Regions from separate parts of the Mus musculus genome. Here region 2 is linked to region 1. Evidence: chromatin contacts called from public ChIA-PET data. All regions are on one chromosome and are shown on one strand. Each heading gives the region's core, a stretch centred on a gene start, on an enhancer-like site or on the middle of the called end of the contact. The rest is flanking DNA. Distances are from core to core; before and after follow the strand shown. Region 1 overlaps St6galnac5 (ST6 (alpha-N-acetyl-neuraminyl-2,3-beta-galactosyl-1,3)-N-acetylgalactosaminide alpha-2,6-sialyltransferase 5). Region 2 overlaps St6galnac3 (ST6 (alpha-N-acetyl-neuraminyl-2,3-beta-galactosyl-1,3)-N-acetylgalactosaminide alpha-2,6-sialyltransferase 3).

Region 1 (4,494 bases), core at 1,136-3,635:
CTTGAGCCTGGCCCAGGCTTTTAAAGCTTTGAGCCCATCCCTAAAGGCATACTTCCTAATCCTTCCTAAACAGTTCACTAGTTGGTACCTAAGCGTTCAAATACATGAGCCTATGGGAACCATTTTCATTCAAACTACAACATCCACCCATACCAGAAGCACCTGAAGATCTCTGCCCCACCGTGCTCGCTGTGATAGATCATTTCCATCACCAACTTGATTGGATGAGGAAACTCCTGGGGCAACACTTCTGAGTGTACCGGCCAGGGAGTTTCCAGAGAAGTTTAACTGAGGGAAGAAAGACCCACCCTGTATTTTGGTAGCGCCATCCAATGGCCCAGGGGTCCCAGACTGAATGAAAAAGGAAATAGAGAAAGCCAGCCGAGCCCTGGAATCCCCTTTTCTCTGCTTCCTGTTAGCACCTTGGACCAAGCCACCCTGTCACCAGGCTTGTCCTCCACAGTGGACTGATTTCCTCTGACCCACCAACCTGCTTGCTTTGTATCGGGTGCTTGACTCTCATCGGGGCAATGAGAAAAGTCCCCGAATCTCCGACAGGGAAACTGAGGCTGGAGTAGATCCTGAGGTTTCAACACGTTCATAGCAATCATCATGGTTCATTTGAGGATTTGAAAAGTGAAGAGAAAATACGTTTTCAGCCAAAGTCAAGGGAGGTCCACAGAGTCATCTGCACAAGAAGCAAAGTCAACCGGCTGATGCTCTACTGTGCAGAAGATCTCCCCCCTGCCATCTCTGCATGCAGAGTACTGGGGCAGGGGTGTCTTTTAGCTGTGAGCCAAAGAGGGAATTCCATCCTGGCTGAAAGCTTGCCTGCCTGTGAAGCAGTCTGCAGGTGGGAGGTGAGAGCATCCGCACAGCAAGAAAGACCGGGCTGTGCCAGCCACACAGCTGTGCACAGCTGCTCAGCTTTGTCTCCAACTGCTCATGTTAAACAGCTGCACATTACCAAAGAGGCTCTACCCTCCTCTCTTCTTCATCCTAGTTCTTTTTAATCAGAAAAGGAAAGCCAAGACTGCACCAGCAACCCTGCTGTCTGCTGTATGCAGGTGCCATTCCTTGGTCTTGGGGAGTGGAGTCAGAAACTCCCACAATCAATAGTGTTTCTCTTCCAGCTCCTGTGCAGGTCTAAGCCTGATGTCTCATTGCACAATGGTACCTTACTGTCATCTATGCATGTCTTGGCTGTATTCTCAGCTATACTGGGATTCAGGTGACCACAGCTCATAAGTCAGGCCTGCCTGGAAAGTCTACTTTTCAGTGATTCAAAGTCCCCCTGGCAAAAATCATGATTGTTGTATCTACTGGAAAGTGCACAATAGGTCCACAGTGAATTGTTGTGTGTCATTGTGGAGAGGGGTCCTCAGGGGCAAGCTAGAGATTCAGGCAGGTCAGGGGTCAGTCCAAAAGTTGGCAGGTCAAAGGACAAAGAAAGGCCAAGGTTTGAATTTGGGGCCAAAGACAGGAAGAGGCTTTCTATTCAAGGCATCCGCACCCCTAATCCACACTCTTCAGGGTTTTAGTCCCAGCCAGGTCTTCAGTTGTTTGGAGGACACACACACACACACACACACACACACACACACACACACTGGCAAAGCCAATCTGCCTTTCCCAGTCTATTGCATCGTGTGTGAATCCCATCCAAACAACCTCAAAATGCATTTTACCAAGCAGCAGGGCACCTCATGCCTAGTCAGATGCCATAGAACTTAACCATCATGCTAAACAGCATGTAAAACACTCTTTTTAACAAGCCAACCCATTGGCTAGCTAACCCTCTTCAGAGAATGGAGCCATGCGAAAGACCCAAGCTGTTCGAGTACCTGAACTCTCCTCCCTGGCTTCTATGACTGTTAAGAAATGAAGAAATCACAAACAAAATCATTTTCACTGTCAAGTGTTTTTATGTCATTTTTACCAATGTTTCGCTTCTGAAAAGAGAAGTCAGAAGAACAGAAGAACAATTCCCCAAGCAGACCTCAGATGCTCTGCACCCTTCTTTCTGCTTATAATGTACTGAAGTTTGACATGTGGAGCCAAACGCACTTCTTAACTGAACAGAAAAGAAAGAATTCTCATAAATAAGCTGTGTCTATTACACACACACACACACACACACACACACACACACACACACACACACAAGAATGCAGCCTCTAAAATGGGAGGCTTTCTAGTTTTATATCCTTTCATACCCTCTGTGTAGCTGGGGGCGATCTTGCTGAAGAACTAACACATTCATGGCTCTCTCCACATAAATGGCTCCCCCACCTCACAAGGACATCTGGGTCAGGTCTAAGTGAAGCTTCCTAGCAGGACCAGACCGCCCTCACCACTCAGCCATTCCCACCAGCCTTCTTACTCACTAGAGACAGCGAGCTCACAGCTTTTCAAATTTGCAGAGAATGTCTGTGCCATTGTCCCTAACAGCTCTGCTCACTGTGGGTTTTCCCTAAATCCCCACAGATTGTCGACACCATCCCTAATGGTTTTCCATCTGTTGGTCCAGCGGTGTCTCAGGAGTCTTGTCTGAGTCTTCTCTAACACACATTTCTCACTCAACAATACAAGGCGGCCAAAGGAAATATGCAGTGTTTGTGGCGCATGGGGCGTGTCCTTAGCTGTTGGATTGTCTAGGGGGCGTGTCCTTGGCTGCTGGGTTGTCTAGGGGGCGTGCCCTTGGCTGTCCGGTTGTCTAGAGCATATAGTTTTTGGTTTAAGAATGTGTGTTAATTCACTCCGTATCCCTAGTGCCTCACGGGGTATAATGCTGAGTAAATGTGGGCAGAGCTAAGCTAAATTCCCAAAGACCAAGTCAAGCATTCATAGCAGCTTAATAAACGTCTGACCTTTCTTTGTTATACGCTCAGCAAACTCAGATACCTTTGCCCCAAGATAAGCTTCGATTAGGGAGTCAAAGCTGCAGTAAGAACATGAATCAGGGTGCTCCTGGACAGATGTGTGAGCACTGTGCATGCAGAAATAGAAAAGGCCCATGACCTGTTGCACTGAGAACTGATAAAAGAATCAGAAAAACAAAACCACGCCATGAATACAACCTTAAATGAGGTGGAAATCTGTGTGGAAGCTTGGAGGTGAAAATGGGGGGCGGGAGGTAGCGAGCGGTAATGTCCCGTATCGTATCGTGTGATGCTATGCTGTATTCGTATTTATCATGGTGTTTATTTGACATGTAAATTAGTTTAGAAAACACAACAGTGAGCTAGAACTAGAGAGGAGAGGGAGGAGGTGTGTGTTTATCTGCATGCCGTTCCTGTCCAGGAAAGGAAAGGAGCTCTCTTAGAACCAACTCTTCCTTAGAGGGAAGGGTTCTCACTGTGTAGCCCAGATGTCCTAGAACTGGCTGGCCTCAACCTCACAGGGTCCTTGCCTGCTTCTGCCTCCCGAGTGCTGGGATTAAAGGCGTGGTCCACCACACCTAACAATACGTCCAGCCCTTGAGTAGATTTTATACACCTGGGCTTGAGAAGCGCCAACAAGATTTTGAATGTTACCTCCCACAAAGAAATAACAAAATTTAGTAATTTACATAATTAAAAATTTAAATCCTATCAATTCAGTGACTCTCTATAAATCGACCTTACCATTCTCTGACATCTTAAGGGAAGAAAGCCATCTCCCTGATACTCCTGGGTGAATTTCAGATGAATGTAACTCAAAGTGAGAAGGAACTTCAGCCTAAAAGTATTAATGGCTTTTTAAAAAAAGTGACAGCTCAGATATAATGTATCAATCATCTAGCAATCTGCTTAGCTCTTTTTAATAAAAACCGTACAGATCATAATTCATGCAGTCTGGCATACCCAGCCAGGGGTTTTAAGTTGCTCTTTACTGTCAGTGTTTTCAGCTCTAACATTGTTGTTTCTTAGGCACAACATCCTGGGGACCCACACACTATCTTCCTGTGCTGTCAGGGGACCCACACTACCTTCCTGTGCTGTCAGGGACCCACACTACCTTCCTGTGCTGGTGACAGCTGGGCCAGGGAGCAGCAGCCGGCCCAAAACCACCTGCCAATTCTAACAGATATGGCCCATCAGGCGTTTGTTTGATGAGTGACTGCCCAAGCAATTGGATACTGTTTAGTGTGGAGACACCAATCACAAGGTGATGCCAAAGATCACGGCTTCGTAGGGAACAGGCAGGCTATAGGCCAGGTGACAAAAGGTAGAAAGAAAAATGCAGAGGTTACTGTGGGTGGTGAGTGGGAGCGGTTAGTGTCAGGAGAGGTAGGAGCGGGGAAACAGAATCAGAAGTGAACTGAGTCACAACACGAGCTAGTACCCCAGCGAGGGAGGAGAGAGTAGAGGCAGGCATGCGGCTACTGGCATGAAGCACTGGGGTGGGGGAGAGAAACAGGTAATTGAGTAGTGGGTCGTGCCTAGGGCGGGGTGAGCTTTGTTTGGGGTAGAATGCAGGGGCAACTAATGTATATAGGGAGTGAAGAGATGA
Region 2 (4,494 bases), core at 809-3,308, 300 kb before region 1:
AGCAGGTTTGCGCCACAGCTGAGCCCTTTTCAGGTCACTTTCTCCTTCTCACTCCTAAGCAATGGACAGAGACACCCATAACCAGGGTGGCTCTCTTCTCAATTAAATCTTTCTGAAAACACCCTCACAGACACGCCCAGCGGTTTGAAATCCAGTGGGCGTGGACAGCAAAACCAAGCCATCACACACAGACAGAGAGAACAGTCTGGGTAGAGGGTGCACCAGGGCAGCTTGCTGTCCGTCCCCACGGTCTGTGTCCCAGGTTCCTGATCCTTGTTGTCCAGCCTCTGAAGACCTTGCAAACAGGTTCTGCCCGGGCATGCCTGCAGCCTGCCATTCTCACTGGACAAATTAGCTCTCATGAGCTGACCTCTTCACACCAGGGTAGGTGCCTGGAGACATCCTGCCTCTGACACTTCCCTCAGGGGCTACAGGAGTATGACCTATAAGACCTATACCTGCTAACTTGGGTTGTCAGGGACTGAAGCCTCTTACAAAGAAACAAAGAACATGGTAGCAGCCATCTGTTTTTTACTAAGATAGCTCTGCGAGCAGAAACACAGAATCTTTGTTCCCATCTTCCTGTTTCTTAAATGCATATCCGCTCGCAGTTGCTGAGAATTAAAACCGTCAATGCGATTTCTCCTAAATAATTCCCCAGGAAAACACTTAAGCCCTCCATTCATTATCTAAATGTAACTTGAGGACGGGGACAGAAGAGTTATTTCAGAGAGAAAATAATCAAGGAATCATTTATCAGTCTCCCTGCCCTTTGTCTAACAAACCTAACGAGTGTGATGTCCCTGTTGACGGGCGCTGTCAGGCCCCGCACAGAGGAGAAACAGAGGCAGACTGGGCAGCTTTTCAGACCTCAGTGCCATGTTCTCAGCAGAAGCAGGGTTATAGTGCCTACCTGGAGATGCAAGTGCCCACACCGGAGAACAGATTCTCAGCCTGGTGAGCACTTGGAAATAGATACACACTTGTCTCAGCTAGATAAGCCGGGCTCTGCTCCGTGCCTGTTGATGGTGCGTAATTTTGTAATTAGGACTTGATAGACTCAAAGGAGGTTTGTTAAACAGCTCCTTATATATATTTTATTTGCTTAATCATTTGTTTATTTTATAGGGAGGACAGCTGGTACGATGGAGCGCATGGGGGTCAGAGGACAACTTGTGGGAGTCAGTTCTCACCTTCACCATGTGGGTCTTTGAAATCAAACTTGGTCCTCGGTCTTGGTGGCACGAGCCCCTACCCTCTGAGGCATCTCGCGCTCCCTTTATTGAGCATCTCTTGACACAGCTTCCATGTTTCTTTACTGGAGGTTTCACCCACGTCCACAGTTTTAAATTTGCCACCCAATCCTTTCTCTGATACTTATTTGCCTACTTGCTCTGAAGTTCATTTCTCTTCCAGTAATCAGCCTCGGGAGTTCTTACTGTTCACGATGGTTGGGAAATCAGAGATAGACAGGAGGCTGGGCTTCTCTCAGAGCGTTCCCACGGTAGGGAACCCCTGCCCGGGTGATGTGCAGTGAGCATGCCCGTTCGGTGGGTGACAGCTGCTGGGACGGCAAAGGATGTGTTTGAGGTGGTGGTGTTTGTATGGAAAAAGTCATGTACTCATCAGGAAGAAATTCTCTCTGGATTGCCTAGACTCACATAGAGGCTCAGCAACAGCAGCAGCATGAGCCAGAACCCCTCCCGCTGTGCTTCACCCCCAAGAGGCTTGCACTGAAGGTGGCTTTCAACATGGGCTGACAGGAAACCTAAAGTGGCTGCTGATATCCTGCCACATGGCTGCATGGTTTTAGTTGTAGCACTTGGGGGAATAACATACTCTTCTGAGAAATGTAGGGAATGAAAAAAAAATCTCACACAAAAATTTAGCTATTTAAAAATGAAGCTATTTCTATGCATGGGGAACTTTTTTTTTTCTTTCAAATTAAAGGTTGGCAGTAGCATTCGTCAGTGTTACCAGTGTGACAGTCTGTGAGACCCAGTTTCCTTCAACATTGGGCCACCCTGCTAAGGGTGCGTTTGTCACTGACCTCAACGCCTGTCAGGAAAGGAAGACCTTTGAAAGTCCCAGAGACCTTGAATCCTTTCTCATCGCCTGAGGCTCTCAGAGGACCTGAGTGATTGATTATGACTCAGTCAGAAGTACTTAATTTTTTTACTACTTATTCTTTGAGATTGTGTGTTTTGGTTGTATGTGTGAGTTTGATGTCTATTTCTTTGTGTGTGTCTATGTGTATGTGTGCACATGTGTGCACACTCATTTGGAAAGATGTTTCCAGTGTGCTACACTGAGCCTCACTTCAGGGACTCTGGTTTCCCTGAAGGGGGAGTTCTCCTCACCACTATTATAAGCAGCCAGGGCTGAGAACTGGTCCACTTTTGCACCCAGTTTATCTATCCAGTTCAGATGAGCTCATGCATTCTGGACCTGGCTCGTTATCAGGAGCCTGGCAGACTTCTTAAATGTTTTGTAGGGATCTCTGTTTGGATTTTGGTTTCCCCCATGCTGCCCAAGCAAAGTTAATTACTTCCTGTGTGATAACTTACCCGAGCCTCTTTGATCTCACTTATGTGGAATTATTGTTTTTTTTTTTTTTTTTCCGGTTCTGTCTGCCTATGTAGACAGTCTTCTCTGAGGCAGAGACTGTGTGCCGTGCATATGAGAGTCTCTGCCTTGGACACAAGCTGGCACTGACAATAGCTCTGTCGGTGTCCAGGGATAGAAAGATGGACACAACACTGAAAGAAAAAAAGGTATGACGTGTGGTTTAGTATTGGCTGCAAAATGCCTCTGTAAACACTGTCAAAGATAGCTATGTAGACAAACCTCTGCTTTCTTGTACTATCACCAGTATTCATCAGAATTATGGCAGCTATCGTCCTTTTATTAAATGATTTAGACCAGTAAACTACATCTGGAAATGAGGAACATACAGAGATGGGGAGGGGGGGTAATCAAGAGTGGAGGAGCAGGCTCACTAAGCCATAATCAAGTTGAAATCACTTCAGCTGGGGAGCAGACCCACTGTGAGGCTGTCAGGACAGTCCTTAGGCCTTCTGCGATGGGTAGAAGGTATGTGCCTGGCTGGGTTTGTCCTGGTTCCACAGTCTGGGCTGGATGAAGTGCTTAGATTTCCTGTAGACCTGTCCATTCTGAATGACCATGTTCATCCTGTGAAGCCATGGGTATCGCTTCAAAGATGATTTTAACACTCATTTCCCTTTCCAACTTGCGATGGGATTTCAGAGCTTTGCTAGCCTCGCTGATTATTAGCCCTTTCTGGGCTCAGTAATGAGAAGTAAGGAAATCCATGGTTTAGCCTGAGTCAAGCAGCATAAAGTGTGGGGCTCCGGGTAGGCTTCCCCTCGTGGCCCACGAGGAAGCCTGTCAGGCACTCCTGCACAGAGCCATGGGAGCAAGAATTCCAACCAAGTCCACAGAGCCTGGACAAGCAGTCACTTTGGAGCAGGCGATGCATTTATTCAGTAAATAACCTGCTCCCCTGTGTGTGCTAGGCATGGCGATTAGATTCCGTCCCTTCCTGGTGGAAGCTCCGTCCACTTAGGAGTTGAAGATTCTCCTCCAAAGAAGCCCAGAGAAGCCCACACTGCCCTCATGTTTACCCCCCTCCAAGTATTTAAAGTCCCATTGCCCCAAGGGGATGCTAGCAAGATCCAGGACACTGGAAGACAGGTCATAGGGCAGAACTCTTGTGACCAGGATTAGAGTGATCTCCTAAAGGGGGCTGGAGGAAACCCCAGCATATCCAGCCACAAAGAAGACACCGCTTAAGAGGAAGAGGGCTGACAAGAAACCTGCTGAGGCAGCAAACCTGCTGGTGGCTTATATCAGGATTCCCATCCTGTGGGAAGTAATATGGGTATGGTAGCACACCTATAATGCCAACGCAGGGAAATAGAGGCCAGAAAGTCTGGAGTTCAAGGTCAGCCTTGGTTACATAGTGAGTTCAAGGTCAGTCTGAGCTACATGTGAACTGTCTCAAAACAGCAAACAGTAAATGAGACAGATCCATATAAATAGCTTTTGTTGTTTATGACCCACCCAGGCTGAAGTATTTCATTAGAGGAGCCTAAACACACTAACACAGTGTAGCCTGACACACGTGCACGCACACACACAGACACACACATGCATACACACACACACACACACACACACACACACACACACACACACACCTTGGCCTTACTTTTGCCAAACAGTGCACCACTGATAACCAGGTTTTTTCCAGCCCTATGGTTTGTTCCCAGAGGAGGAAGGCAGAGGAACCCAGTCTTCTGGGCTTTTTGTCTCCTACCCTCTTCTGTCTGCTTGCTGTCTCTGAGGTGGACCTTGGGACTTGTACAGACTCCAGAGTGACATCCACCACTCCCACACACCGCTCCTCGCGCTTACTGCATTTAGGGTTTTACACTCAGATCAATGCGCGTGCTCCTACCTCGCTTCCCATGC

What was found. ChIA-PET counts read pairs in DNA pulled down with a chosen protein or histone mark.
Region 2: a contact with region 1 is called in an RNA polymerase II ChIA-PET map of memory CD8 T cells, with 30 read pairs. The contact joins two enhancer-like sites. A contact is called at or near these places in 1 of 39 promoter capture datasets (hippocampal neurons), 5 of 484 Hi-C or Micro-C datasets (CD4 T cells, CD8 T cells and nephron progenitors) and 1 of 115 datasets of contacts at active chromatin or transcription factors (memory CD8 T cells).

Annotation. Positions count from the first base shown.
Region 1 is chr3:152,941,357-152,945,850 of GRCm38.p6, reverse strand. The region is part of intron 2 of St6galnac5 (ST6 (alpha-N-acetyl-neuraminyl-2,3-beta-galactosyl-1,3)-N-acetylgalactosaminide alpha-2,6-sialyltransferase 5); the gene reads left to right. The region is part of intron 2 of Gm46830 (a long non-coding RNA gene); the gene reads right to left. Among named protein-coding and RNA genes, the nearest start is that of St6galnac5, 39 kb to the left of the region's middle. Within about 2 kb of position 2,385, at least 42 of the 459 cell types and tissues checked have an H3K27ac peak or open chromatin away from gene starts, as enhancers often do. A contact at or near this core is called in CD8 T cells and memory CD8 T cells, where this site is marked.
Region 2 is chr3:153,238,580-153,243,073 of GRCm38.p6, reverse strand. All of the region lies in intron 3 of St6galnac3 (ST6 (alpha-N-acetyl-neuraminyl-2,3-beta-galactosyl-1,3)-N-acetylgalactosaminide alpha-2,6-sialyltransferase 3), which reads left to right. Among named protein-coding and RNA genes, the nearest start is that of Gm52634, 16 kb to the left of the region's middle. Within about 2 kb of position 2,058, at least 43 of the 459 cell types and tissues checked have an H3K27ac peak or open chromatin away from gene starts, as enhancers often do. A contact at or near this core is called in CD8 T cells and memory CD8 T cells, where this site is marked.